Regions from separate parts of the Sus scrofa genome. Here all the other regions are linked to region 3. A link is a contact called in public Hi-C and HiChIP or PLAC-seq data. All regions are on one chromosome and are shown on one strand. The core of a region is the stretch at or near the end of the contact, and the rest is flanking DNA. Distances in the headings are between cores, read along the strand shown. Region 1 has its middle 62 kb from the start of ALOX5AP. Region 2 overlaps LOC102159067. Region 3 holds the start of MEDAG (mesenteric estrogen-dependent adipogenesis protein).

What was found. Hi-C and Micro-C count contacts between places; a contact is called where the count stands out from the background. HiChIP or PLAC-seq counts read pairs in DNA pulled down with a chosen protein or histone mark.
Region 1: a contact with region 3 is called in an H3K27ac HiChIP or PLAC-seq map of skeletal muscle. The contact joins the enhancer-like site here to the promoter of MEDAG in region 3. A contact is called at or near these places in 9 of 47 Hi-C or Micro-C datasets (embryonic fibroblasts, epiblast stem cells, fetal skeletal muscle and 5 more) and 1 of 2 datasets of contacts at active chromatin or transcription factors (skeletal muscle).
Region 2: a Hi-C map of fetal skeletal muscle shows a contact between it and region 3, with 2.7 times the contacts expected there. The contact joins the enhancer-like site here to the promoter of MEDAG in region 3. A contact is called at or near these places in 10 of 47 Hi-C or Micro-C datasets (embryonic fibroblasts, epiblast stem cells, fetal skeletal muscle and 5 more) and 1 of 2 datasets of contacts at active chromatin or transcription factors (skeletal muscle).

What each region holds. Positions count from the first base shown.
Region 1 is chr11:7,471,533-7,476,023 of Sscrofa11.1, forward strand. No RefSeq gene overlaps it. Among named protein-coding and RNA genes, the nearest start is that of ALOX5AP, 62 kb to the left of the region's middle. Within about 2 kb of position 3,144, at least 17 of the 83 cell types and tissues checked have an H3K27ac peak or open chromatin away from gene starts, as enhancers often do. A contact at or near this core is called in fetal skeletal muscle, mesenteric adipose tissue and skeletal muscle, where this site is marked.
Region 2 is chr11:7,644,571-7,649,140 of Sscrofa11.1, forward strand. The region is part of intron 9 of LOC102159067; the gene reads left to right. Among named protein-coding and RNA genes, the nearest start is that of TEX26, 75 kb to the left of the region's middle. Within about 2 kb of position 1,566, at least 16 of the 83 cell types and tissues checked have an H3K27ac peak or open chromatin away from gene starts, as enhancers often do. A contact at or near this core is called in fetal skeletal muscle and retroperitoneal adipose tissue, where this site is marked.
Region 3 is chr11:7,542,633-7,547,292 of Sscrofa11.1, forward strand. It overlaps MEDAG (mesenteric estrogen-dependent adipogenesis protein), which reads left to right and starts at 2,768. Exons shown (of 5, transcript XM_013980428.2): 1 at 2,768-3,249. The coding sequence starts at 2,972.

The DNA.
Region 1 (4,491 bases), core at 1,894-4,393, 71 kb before region 3:
ATATGCCAACCACAGAATTCAAAGTGGCTTCTTCAAAGAAACATGTGCCCCAGACCTCCCAGGCCAGCCCAGCCGCTGAAGGCTAGGGCCTGGGGCAGCCGCAGAGCCAGGCGCGTCCTTTCCTGTGGGTTCCTGGCGGGCACAGGCCCGCAGCTCTCCTGGTTGCCGGTGCTCTCTGTCTTCAAAGGCGCTGCAGGCCGGGAACCTGTCCTGGCTCCTGCTCCTTCCTGTCACTGCCCCAATCAGTAATGCCCTTGTTCTCCTCGGAGACGGGGCGTGTGGGAGAAGGCCGAGGGGACCTGTCACCGCCCAGCTGTCTGGAGGGCTGGCTGAATCCGCGGAGGAAGAGGGGCGGCCAGCCCACGCCGGCGTGTGGCCTTCCCCGGGAACCCGAACACTGCTGGCCTGGAAAAGGACACCCTTCCTTTCAGGGAGTTTAAAAGGCTCTGATTACTGCAAAGTTAATCAACGTGAAGCTTTTCTACCCCACGTGCTTTACGTAAAGCACCGCGCGCTCGCCTTCAGGACAGCGAACCTCGGTTCCACAGGAACGTTCCGCGGCCGGAAAGAAGAAATGACCCGGATCCGGGTTGGGGAGGCTGGGGAGGGGTGGTGAGAGCGGGGCTGTGTAGATGCAGAGTGCGGGGTCGGGCTCGGGAGAAGGGAGCATTTTTTGGAGTGGATTTTCGCCAGTTTTATAAACTGTGCATATTTGTTTTAAAATAGGACATGAGATGGTTTTCACTTTATAATTTGAGTTCCTTCAACCAGGATCCCCATCTCCTCAAAGGCCTTCAAAGGAGGCTTTTCTTGAATGAACCTATATTTTAATCTCTTACTTCTCATTTCAGAATTCATTAATCTTGTCTCCTTAGAGGCTTTTTTCCCTGGCATGGCATGTCATTAAGAGCTGAAATGTGTAGCCTCATCATCTCAATGGGCTCCTTAAGCCGCAGGTTCTTCCGTTCTCACCGCAGCTGGAAGCATGGGCTACTTCCAAGGACCGAAAATTGGCATGTCACCCCCGCCTTTCCTTCCCTGTTTGCAGTGTCAGCCCTCAGGTCACCAGGCATCTTTCACACATACAGACAGAAGAGGGCAAGAAGTTAAGGGAGCTTCCCTTCCTACAGGCTGCGACCTTCTGCCACCGAAGGGGCACTCATGTTCCCTTTTGAAGCTATTGCCGGACGAGGCTGCCCACCAGGATCTCCATCTCTTGTGGCTGTGAGGCCATGTGACCTCCTGGCTAGTGGAACCAAGTGCAGGCTGTGTGTGTCACTACCGGCCAGGAGGGCGAGGTGTGCACACTTTTTTCCTCACTGAGGTGACTCGAGAGGCCAGGTGTCAAAGACGGAAGTGCCACGTGATAGAAGGATCCTTGAATCACTCCTTGGAGAATATTCATGAGTGAGAAATAAACTTTCGCTGCATTAATTTGAGCTTCTGAGACTTGGGGGTTACTTGTTAAAGCAATTGGCCTTTTCTAACCAATACTACTGCCTGCTCTGAGTGGACAGAAATCTCGTGGATAATTGGAGTAATAAATAATCCCCAAATGATAGCTTAGTCAGTAATTAGAGCTCTGGTCTGACCAAGTCCTGTGTGGACTCAGTTAAAGAGAAGCAAATGGCTTTTTCTGCCCACTTCATGATAAGGGTTGTTAATAAGCCTGAAAATGGCCAGAAGACCCAGAACAAAAAGTAGGAGAAATGAAAGGCCTTTTAAAAATGTACCAATTGAACAACCAAACCTGAGAACATCACTTAGCCAGTCTGTAGAGGGAACTGTGATTCATAAAAAAAAATTTAACAGCGTAACTGCCAAATCAACAATCATTTATGCACGAAACATTTAATGAGCACCTGCTATGTCTAGGCCCTATGCTAGCTGCTGGGTGTGCCAGAGAAAATAAGTCAAGACAGAATGCCTGTCCTGAAGGAAATTACAATTATAATCTAGGTGTGGGAGATGGAGACAAAAATGAATACATAAAACAATAAGTGAAACAACTGTGAGTTGTATCTGGGGCTTTGAAGGACCCCAAAAGTCTGAAACACAACAACCGTGGGCAAGTGTAAGGGAGAGGGAGCGCTCCCCTAGGGCCCAAGGGAAGGGAAAGGTGGGCTACAGCCTGAGCATGGTGAACGGCAGGACTGGGAGGGCAAGAAAGTTGTGGAGGAGGGACCTCAAACATTCCAGGCGGAGGGTGCAGCATGTGCAAAGTCCTGGGGCTGCAGCTGTACATGTTTGAGCAGCCGAATAGAGAGCACTCTGAGACTAGGTGGGGGCTGTGGGAAAGTGGCATAAAATGAGGGAGAAAAAAAGAGGCCAAACTGAGCAGGCCCTGGGCCATGGTGAGAATTTTGTCTTTTATTCTCATTTCAGCTTCTCACTGCTGCCTGGCCTTTCTGTTTAAAAGGGCCCAACTCCAGCTTCATCCAGGATACTCTGGAACTTTTACAGATGGCCTCCCTCCAGCCTCCCCCTGAGTGGGTGGCCGTCTGCTCCAGGCTGAGCCCAGCCCAGTGGGGCCTTCAACCGCTTCACCTCCTCCAACCTCGGCACCAGACACGCTGCAGGGCTTCCGGCCACATTAAAGGCCGGAGCCAGGCTTGTGGGGAAGTGGACCTGATCATGGCTGCTGGAGGTTTCCATCCTCTGACCTGGAGGAGCAGAGTCAGCCCACTGCTGCCAGAGAGCCAGCATCAGGGGGAGTAACCTACTGGGGAAACTGGTCAGGGAACAGAACGACCTGGTGCGCAGCCGTTTGGGGCTGAAACTGCCTGCCCCGGGTGCCAGCGAGGGGGTGGGGTCAATGCCGCTTGTGACCGGGCCAGCCTGACCCACTCTCTGACACCAGCAGGCAGTAGCCAAGCTCTGCCCCAAGGAGCAGTGACAGAGCAGTCGAAACAGTCTTTGTCACACAAGCCGCATCGCTTCCAACAGACGACGCCAGCCACCGGGCAGCCGCGGTGGCTCCATCAGCAGCTCCTTCCACCGGTTTCCTCTCCCACCCAGCTAATTCCCCCGAGACCCCAGCCTGAGGACTGATGTGTCACGAGAACCAACCCCCAGGGACGTCTGCAGAGTGGGCTGCGTGGAGCCAAGGCTGGAGTCCAAGGCCCTGTTTCCTAGTGGGTCCGTTGCCCAGTGGTTAACCTGACGTCAGCAGAAATTCTCTGCGGAGGTCCTGGGCTGCACTAGCACGCACCACTGGATTCAGAATCACCAGGAGTGGGTCTGCACTGTCAGGCTTTCATGAGAGCCCCACCCAGCTGTAAAGGTACAGCTGTCACTGTCAAGAAAACTGTAAGTAGCTTTAATATACAGTTTCATTTGCTTGACTAACAGCCGGGCGCAGATCATCAAAGAATGGCTTGGGGTGGAGAATTTCATATGAGAATCCAGCTGGGGCTGCCAAGCCATGTATGTGCTAATGTTGCAATTTCCATCCTGCACTTGAGGTCAAGATTAATTCAGTGAAAAATGTTATTTCATAGTGTAGCAGACATCTTCTGAGTTGAAGAGCAGGAGGGATCCAGGAGTTTAGGTGAGGCAGGGGGTGTGTTTTGCTGAATGGTAAAAGGAGGGAATTCTTTGAAAATTCCATGGACAACCATTATTTTCCTTGGCCTCAACATTCAACTCTGCCATCACAGCACAAAAGCAGCCCCAGATGAACCAGATGGTTCATCAATGATGTTGCTAGGTTCTAGTAGAATTTGATTTGTGGACACTTAACACTTGAGTTTCATATGATTTCACGTGTTACAAAATCTTCTTTTTATTTTTTTTCTACCATTTAAAAAATGTAAAAGTAACTCTTAGTTCATAAGCAGTGCAAAAATAACTGGTGGGCTAAATCTGGCTCCCAGGCCATAGTTTTCTGACCCTGCGAATCAAGGATTTCCTCTCTCCATCACCCAGTTTCAACCAAAATCAACTCATGGTAGATCTTGTTTCATCTCGCCCCCTATTCTTTCTCCTTCCCCCGGATTCTTGGAAGCAAGTGGTAATCAACAAATTATTTCATCCGTATTCATATTTCAGTATTGATCTCCAAAAGAAGACTCTAATTTTAGGCGTAAAAGTGCAATATCATGTTCATAACTAAAAATATATATCATAAAATATCCAGTTAGTATTCAGTGTTTCCAGCTGTCTTATCAATGGTCATCATGTTTTGAGTGCCCCCCCTGCCCCCCAGTTTGTCTGAATCCAGATCTTAACAAGGTTTCTCTATTGCAATTGCTCAATAGGTCTCCTGAGTCTTTCTCTCTTTTTTAAATCAAAGTACTACTTTATTAAATGAGTTATTTTACACAATATGAACATCAATATAATTACAATTGTAAAAAAAATTTTATGACAAGGATGGACTGATTTTCAGATTTCCAAATCAGAGTTAACTGTACATTTACACAGAATGGTCTTTGCATGAGGCCCAAAAGGGAACCCCAGAAAAATGAGTGTTTCTGTAGTCCCTTTATT
Region 2 (4,570 bases), core at 316-2,815, 100 kb after region 3:
GCATAAGTGCTATTTTGGAGTTCCCACGGTGGTGCAGCAGACTAAGGATTGGCATTGTCTGTGCAGCAGTGGCTCAGGCCACTGTGCAGTAGGTTAAGGATCTGGTGTTGCCGCAGCTGTGGCATAGGTTGCAGCTGTGTCTTGGATTTGATCCCTGGCCCCAAGAACTTCCATATGCTGCAGTTGCAGCAAAAAGAAAAAAAGAAAAAAAAAAAGCGGTACGTGGATGAGATTGGCATGGAGGTAATGCTATATTCCACCCCCCCACCCAGGACATCCCTGTTCATTTAAGTATTTCAGGCTGATTATAGGGTAGATGTAGTGCTGATAATTGGGAACTTCCAAGAGAGAAAAATGTTGGTGGAATAGCTTCGGTGTATCAGCCTAGAGAAGAACTCAAATTTTTCCATTTCTGTGTAGATCAGAAACCGCAGTAGCTGAAGTACTTCAGAGTTTTTCTTAAGCAAACTGTAGTTTTCCGTGGAATGTCACAGGAAGTGCTGCTGGTGATTCATCAGGTTAAACTTTTCCTCCTTAGCAAAAAATGAAGCTGCTGTCCAGTGTGGAGGTCCAGTGTGGAGGTCCAGAGAGTTCTGGGGTGGAGGGGTAGGGGAAGGGGAAGTGGGGAGGAGGAAGCAGCCTTGTTTACTGACCAGTCAGAACATTCCAGCTGTGACCTTGAATGGCTTCTCAGAACACAGTGAAAGCTTCAACCCATGGAAACTTTCAATCCAATAATAAAAATTAAATAGGCTTGGGAGTTCCTGTTGTGGCTCAGCGGGTTACCAACCCAACTATTATCCATGAGGATCTGGTTCCAACCCTGGCCTTCCTCAGTAGGTTATGGATCCTGAATTGCTGTGAGCTGTGGTGGAGGTCACAGAAGAGGCTCGTATCCCATGTTGCTGTGGCTGTGGTGTGGGCCAGCGCCTACAGCTTGGATTAGACCCATAGCCTGGGGACTTCCATATGCTGCAGGTTTGGCCCTAAAAAGCAATAAAAAGAAGAAGAAGTAGGCTTGGGGTATAACTCATTGGAGAAAAATAGGTCAATAGAACTGCCTCCCTATAAGTCCCCATTCCAGCCCAGTGAAGCTCTGTGGCTGCCTGTTGCATGAAAGTTGGGCAAAACGCTCATCAAGTGCCTGAGCTAGTTTAAGTCAGTCAGTCAGCATGTCTCATAGACCTCGAGGCCCCAGAACTGAGTGGTCCTCTGTCTACCCCTGGCCTCCTCAGCCAGCATCTTTGAGCTGTCATCTCTAAAGAGCTACTAGGGCCAGGACTGAATTAAATGCTAGGGACAGGAATAAGGAAAAACAGAGTGGAGTTGTAGGCAGAAGCTAAGAGTATTCTTTCGTCCATCTTGGAAATTTGACAACCTAACTAGAAAAATCAAGACAAAATACATGGGAAAAGTTTTAAAAGTGCATATAAAGAAGGCAAATAGAACACAACCAATATTTCTGCTTTCTGACCTCATCCCAGTGCTTCCTCCTACTAAGAGCACCTTCCCTCGTACACAAGGGAGGTGGGGGAAGTGATACAGCAAGCAGACCTGCACAGGGAGAGCCCCATCCAGCTGGCTGTCATTCAGCTGAGACGCTGGCTTTCCTTGAGGCTGCACGCACGCCATGCTGCCGCATCCTCTCCAGCTGATCTCCGGCCAAGCGGCCTCATTGGTGGTACCGAGCATGTTTTATGTAAGAGTTTCAAAGCTGCTGCTGCTGCTGCTGCTGCTGCTGCTTCTGCAGTAACTATAACCTGGCCTTTCATGTCTCGGTCTAGACAGATGCAGGATTGAATAAAGAATCCCTCCAAGCCCTGTGTCACATTGGCCATCTGGAACGTAGCCGGCCACTCATTTAGCAAATCGCTCTTTTTAAATGCAGCTGCTGTGTCTCAGCGTTTTTGCTACCAAGACAGATCGCATGATTCTTCTGCCTTCGTTTATCTAAGCCGTTCCTCTCAATCTGCCCAGGAACTTAAAAAGGCTGTTAATGCATGACAAGGCACTTGACCCGCGTGATTTCCAAGCCCAGGAGGAGCATTCATCTTGCGCTGGGCTGTCCTTTCCTCAAAAGCAAGGGCACCTTGCCTGTGCTCCCTGTCTTAATGAAAGCCGCCTTTATTAAGAATCCCATTAAGCTCCGCAGTGCTCAGCTATCCAGCACTGTAAATATTACCCTTTAGAAATGCATCCAGAGGCCCGGAGCAGGCAGCTGGCCCGGCAGCAAGTCGGGAGGTGACCTCAGACCTCTGATCTCCATGGACAGAAGGGTGTTGTTTGACAGCTTGGTGCCTCTCTCCTTTTGGAAAGATGGATTGCAATCATTAGCAGATAATGTCAACAAAGCCCCTGAGATGATTTGAATTAGAGTTGGAAGCAAAATGATTTCAGACTAGCAATGAGTGCTCAGGTGTTTTTGTTTTTGTTTTTGTTTTTACCTTGGTTTTTTTTTTTTTTTCCAAAGGACAAGAAAAAAGGGGACCACCCAGGCTAAGCAGTTTATTGTCAGGATGTCACTGGTCGCTGCGGCCTGTCCTGATTATCATCTGCTATTTATCAGGCAAATAATCCTGGAGTGACCACTGGTTTCATCATCTACTTAACTCAATTGGGGTCATAGTATCTTAAATCTGGAAGTCAGAAGCAAAAGAAGTGAGTGTTTATTAAATAAAGACCATATGCTCTGCCCTTAGCTACACCCACTGGAAAAGAAAAAAAAAAATAGTAAAAATGATCTTTGCCATTGAATTCTGTAGGAGACAAAAAGAAACAGAGTATTTAAAATGTAGCAGAGGGCAGTTATCAGACTTCCTGGGTTCAAATCCCAGATGCAGTTTTGGGCACATTTACCTTTTGAAACTCAGTTTTCTCATCTGCAAAACGAGGTGAACGTTTATCTCTTGGAGTTATTTTCAAGAGAGAGTGAATCAATTTTGTCCACTGTAAGAATTCAGCAAACCCTACTAATGGTAGTCAAAGGAAGCACATTCTTGACTATGAGGGGATTCGCAGAGGGAATACAGAACATTTTGGACTGGGGAAAGCAAGGCAGTCTTTATGACTTAGCTAGACCCTGAAGGAAATCTAAACTCTGGGTAGAGGAAGGGAGCTGATGTGAGCAAGAGAGATGGGGGCAGAGTAGGAGTGGGGCAGCTGAGTGGACCAGAGGGAAGAGCTCCCATTTGGGGCGTAGGCGTGGAAAGGTCGAGGGGCCCCACTGATGAAGGATCTTGAAATCCAGCTAAAGGGTTTTTACCTGATCTAACTGGAAGCAGGGAACCACCGTGATTTCTTTAGCAGGAAAGCAGCAGAAGAAGGGCCGTGGGTGAGGTTAGAAAGATTTGCCTGATGCCAGGGAATGGGGTGGTTAGCTGGAGAAATCGGGGCTGAGAGACAGGGTCCAAGCCAGGCACTGTTCTAGGCCTGCATGAAGGGTACAGTGAAGGTGGCCCCAGGGGGCTAGGATGGAAGACCTGATGCCTAGGTAAACACCAGGAGTGAGGGAGAGGGAAGGAAACTGGTTTCATGGAGCACCCTTTCCAGGCCAGCCTTCCTCCACCCTTCTCACTGTATCCAGCTCCAGGCGTAGGTCCTCAGGACGCCAGGAGACTAGCAGGCCCTGGAAGCTCTGGAGCCTGTCAGAAGGGGAGCTGTGTTCTGGCCGATGGGCTGGTAGGTGTGGTTTACATACGAGGAGAGTGTGACGTCCTCCACAGACGGGTGGTGTGGAAGCTGCAGTCCCAGCTTGGGAGCAGGGCAGCAGAGGTACAGACGTTGCAGCCCCTGGCCCTCAGCAGACAGCTCGGCTCTAATACTCGAGGAACATTTGAGAGAGAGAATTTTGGCAGGGAAGCGCTGAGGGCTAAGGACCCCAACCTTAGAGGCACAAAGTAGGAGCTGAGAGGGGCAAGGAACCAGCAGAAATCCAGGAGCAAAGAATGCCTGCGTAGCCGAAGATCCGAGGAGCTGGGCAAAGATGGGAGAGAGGAAATTCCATTCGATGTATTAGAAGTGGAGCCTGTGGTGAGAAAAATGGCCGTGGAGGGAAGAGGGAGACAAGCCAGACTGCAGGACTCTGAGGAGGGAGCGTGGAGGAAGGAAATGACACATGAACTAGGAGGAGAGATGTGGAGAGAGGGCAACAGTGCACCACGGTTTCTTGAAATAAAATGCGATTCTAAATGGTACTGTAATCACATGAAAAAGTGACAGAACCCAGGGGCGCTAATGTAATTCTCATTAATAGATTACACTCTGGAAAGATCCCACAGAAGACACGTGACACAGAATTTTTGGTGTGTATCATACTAAGGTTAAAAAAAATTAGCACACTGAGGTTACCTTTGTATCCAGACTGAGCAAGAAAATGACCTTACCTGCCACAAACTCCACGTACTACAAACTGGGCTGAGACCATAGCTCATGCCCGTGCTGCTTGACCTGAGCTCAGAGACTGAAACTTTGCAAGTCCTAGGACTTCTGTTACCATGGGCACGCCAGTCAACCTCTTTCTGCCTTAGTCTTGTCATCTGCAAAATGGAAATAACAAAATCACCTGCCCTAG
Region 3 (4,660 bases), core at 1,518-4,017:
CTAAATATAGAACTACCATATGGTCCAGCAGTCCCACTCCTGGACATATACCTGAAAGAAACTACAACCAAAAAGATACATGCACCAATAATTCCATTTCTGAGACTCTGGATTAAAAAATTAAAGTGCAGGAGTTCCTGTTGTGGCTCAGGGGTAACAAATCTGATGAGTATCCAGAAGGACTCAAGTTCGATCCTTGGCCTTGTTCAGTGGGTTAAGGATCCGGCTTTGGTGTGGTGTAGGCCAGCAGCTACAGCTCTGATTTAACCGCTAGCCTGGGAATTTCCATATGCTACAGGCGCAGCCCTAAAAAGATAAATAAATAAATAAATATCTTTAAAAAATTAAAGTGCAAAGATGTTCACTGCAGCATTGTTTATAATAAAGAGAAACTGGAAACAACGTCCAAGAAAGACATTTGTTTCAAGAGCAACGGAATGTCTAGGCAAACAATAGTACATCAACTTGATGGAAAATAATACAGTAGCTTAAAATAATACTTACAAAGACAATTTCTGAAATATAATGTGTATACCTAGTCTTAAATGAGAAAAGCAGAATGGAAATCTTCCAATATATTTAAACAACTGTATAAACAAGCCAACAATATAAAAAAAAAGACTAAAAATATCTTAACTAGTCTTGAATATGCTTGCCTGGTTAATACTTTGATAATGAAAAAGAAATAGCACATGAAAATATCTCAGTGGCTCTCCACTGATTAGCAATGGCTGGCCTTACAATGAATGCTGTGTTTTTCTGCTGCAGCAGCGTTGATCCTTAACCCACTGAGTGAGATCAGGGAAAGAATTCACACTCTCACAGACACTGTGCTGACCCACTGAGCTACAACAGGAGCTCCAGATTTTGAATTCTTAGACAACTCAGAGAGCCTGTCAATCTGTTCCAACTTTTCCTGGTCTCATTCCTTAGAAAACTCACCCTCTCACCTCATTGCCTGCTTTGTCCATACAGCATTTTCTACTCCTCCCCAAATAGACCATACTTTCTCTCTTTGCACAGGTTGGTCTAGAATCTTCTCTCCCAACATATTGATGGTGCTTCTACCCTGTATCCAGTCCATCCCATTTATCATCACCTCTGAGAACCCATCCTGGGGCCTCCTAGGTAGAACTAACCACTCCCTTGACCTTGCTCTCGTAGTGCTTAGCCCATACCTCTGCTATAGCTCTCATCTTAATTGGGTGTTTTTTTGTTCCTCAGAGCTTAAGATGGTGCCTGGTGGGCAGCAGTGACTATGTCAGTGTCTGGAGTGAGAATGAACACCTGAGTAGGTTGTGATGGGTCTGCTCCTGGTGTCACCTCTGTCCTTGTGAACACAGCCCTGGCCTCTGGGTCTCACCCACAGCCTCCGCCCACCCCACACCTACCCTCTGTGCAGTCATCCTCAGGCTTTGTTCTGTGAAAGAATCCCCTTGGATGCTTATTTCACAGGCAGACTCCCCCTTCTTGCCCCAAAAGATGGATTCAGTATCAACGCAGGCTGGGCACGTTAGATTTGGATAGAAAGACTCAGCCATGGGGATGGATCCTGGGGCAAAGGGACCCATGGCTGGAGAAGGCAGTGAGTGGAGCTCATTTATTATTTGAGTTTTGATGAGATGTAACAGAAAAACTGCTTCATTGCATGTGATTAAACCTATGCAGGGTCTGGGTGGGGCACACAAAGGCAAATTAAAGATATTCTTTAAGTTCTACTCAACTTTTAGGATCTAGCTTGGAGTCAGTCCTAAATGACAGTACTTGAGGAAGCCTCCCCAGCTCCTCAGCGCTGGGCTGACTCCCCTCCCATAGATCCAGGTGTATCCTCAGCGTTGACATCTATTCGGTGCATTAGAATCGCTGGAAGGCTCGTCCATCCCTCTATGAGCTGGGAAGTTAGGCAAGGCAGGACTTGTGTTTATTCATTCTACTCTTCTCAGAATTTAGCTTACTGTCTGTCTCCTAGTGGATTTTTGGACATAGTTTTTTAATTAAATCGAATAGGAAAAGCCCTCCTTTCATACCAAGGAGACCGGGCACGTCAGTTTGTCCACGGAATGGGCCACAGTTGCCTCTCAGATAACCACAGAGTGAACACATGACCGTGTTCCAGGACTCCAGGGGCTCAGCTTCGGTGGAGGGGGAGCACCGCTGGGTCCCTTCTGTCCCCACGCTGGGCACACTACGCCTGTGGTCCACCGTGCAGGAGAAGCAAGCAGAGCAAAGTGATGAAATCTACGCGGGATTTACGAAGCCATTCTGGAAAAGTGACACCATAATCGGTGGGATTTCTGCCTGGAGGGGAAGCCAGGGGAAGGAGCCGTGCGAGGAAAGGCTGAGAGGGGGAGAAATGCAGGGACTAGTCTGGAGGCAAAAGAGCAGAAAGCAGGGGCTAGGAGGCAGTGGTTGGCGACTGACTCCCACTTGGGGCGGGGCGTGGGAGTGGAGAGCAGAGGTCCGCAGGGCCCAGACGACGCCCGGACCTGGGGCGGGGGCTGCGGGGAGAGGGACGCGCGCCTCCCTCCAACCCGTGCGCGGAGGTGCGGGGTCTGTAGTTGCGGCGCGCCCTCGTTCCCACCTCAGGCCAGACCTGCCACCCCGGGAGGACCACCACCCGCCCGGGCAACGTCCCCCAGGCAGGGTCCCCTCCACCGCCGCCCCTGGCAGTATCCAGGCCGGGGCGGGCCCAGCCCAGGCGCGGAGCGGCGGACCCCAGAGGGATGAGTAACCCTGGGCTGCGCGCGGGCGCGGCCCGGCGGGCGCGTGCCAAACCCCGAGATGCCGTAACGCACCCGGAGCGTCTGGGGTCTTGCCCGGGGGCCGGAAGGGGCGCGGCTGCGGATAAAAGGGCCGCGCTGGGTCGGGACCGCTTTCTTCCCGCGCTGCCGGCCGCGCTTCACTCCTCCGCCGGGCGGGCGGCCGACCCTCTCCCGAACCCTCGACAGAGGCCAGGAGCGCGGGCCGGGCCATGGCGGGGGCGGCGGGCGCGCCGGCGGCCAGGCCGAGCCTGAGCTCCATCTCGTCAGGGGAGCTGCGCAGCCTGTGGACGTGCGACTGCGAGCTGGCCCTGCTGCCGCTGGCCCAGCTCCTGCGCCTGCAGCCCGGCGCCTTCCAGCTGCGCGCCGACCAGCTCGTGGTGCCCGGCCCCGCGGGGCCTGCGGCCGCACGCGGCGGCTTCAACGTCTTCGGCGACGGCCTCGTGCGCTTCGACGGGCAACTCTACCACCTCAGCAGCTACATGAGGAGGTGGGTGGCCTCGCCGCGCCCCCACCCCGGCCTGCCGCCTGGACCCCGCTGCCGGTCCCTGTCCCCTGGCCTCCCTTCCCAAGATCCAGCCCGGACCTTCCTTCGTCACACTTGTAGATTTTTCTCGTTGCTAACATCGGCGGAGGTGCAGTGCTCCCCCTGGCCTGGCTTTTCCTGCCCTTTGCACTGGCGTTTTGCAGCTGTCCAGGCCGCCCAGAAGGGCATCAGGGCAGGCGTGTCGGGGCAGGGGGAGCGGGAACTGGTGTGATTCTCCCTTTCTGGCTCCTTCACTGGGTCAGATGAGCTCCAGTTGGGGCACACCCTTTGGGGGATGTTTGCCAAGGAGAGGCTCATGCCCTGGCTTTAGACTGGAGGGCAGGGGAAGCTCACGCCCTGGCTTTAGACTTGCGTGCGGTACAGGCTTTACCCAGCAAGGAGACTCAGTGGAGAAGCGTGCAAAAGTTTAAAGTTTCCCATCTTCGGCCTTGCTCAGTTTTCAGTGCCTGGGAAGGGACCAAAGCCCTGTGAAGTCCAACCTAAGGTGGTGTGGGCCCTCGAGTGGGCAGTTAAGTTCTGGAAAAATACGTGCAATGAGTTTAGCTTCCAGGATCCCGGCGCAGAGCTTGGGCCAAACCTAACTCGATAAAGGGTCACAGGATGCTGAACCGTGGTGGCCAAAGTGCCAGAAGCACTTCCTAGCAGACCTGAAGCCAGCAGGGCTGTAATCTGAAGCAGGCTTTGATGGGGTAAAGGAGGAGGGAGCTGCATGCTGGATTCTGCAGGGCCTGTAGCTATCAGAGGTCACCCAGTGTGGGAGCTGGAGGGGGGTTATATTTGTGTGGCAGAGCTGAGTGGCAGGAAGCGGGCAGCGCAGTCTAGAGTTTGATTCAGACATGAGTAAGCTGGCCAGCTAGTAAGATAGAAAGCCCCTTTGCTCTGGGGAAGGACAGAGCTGTGGCACCATATGGGTGGGATGGAGCCAAGAGGGGCAGCAAACAAAATGAGATATTTCAAATGCTTTCTTCAAAGCGGCTTGGAAAAACCTTGCTTTTCCGCACAAAGACAGTGAGGGCTTTGAGTGTCTGAAAAACCATTCCCCAGCAAGAATTCCTCCCTTTCTTAGTAACTTGAAAATACCAAGTCAAGCAGGGGACCGTGGGAGGAACTGAGTTAGAAATCAGATTTGCAAAGATTTAAAAAGAAGATAACCATTGAATTCGAGAACAGAGTATGAAAAATAAAAGGGTTCAGAATTAATTGGAGCCGTAAATTAGGCCTTTGATGGAGCCAGCTCCCCCAGTCTCAGCAAACAGTGCTGCAAAACCATAAAATGATTTTGAAGTCCGGTTGTTAAATTCCTGCTCTGAACACCTCCTACACAAAAGAAAATTAAATAGCAGTGGTCCTCTGG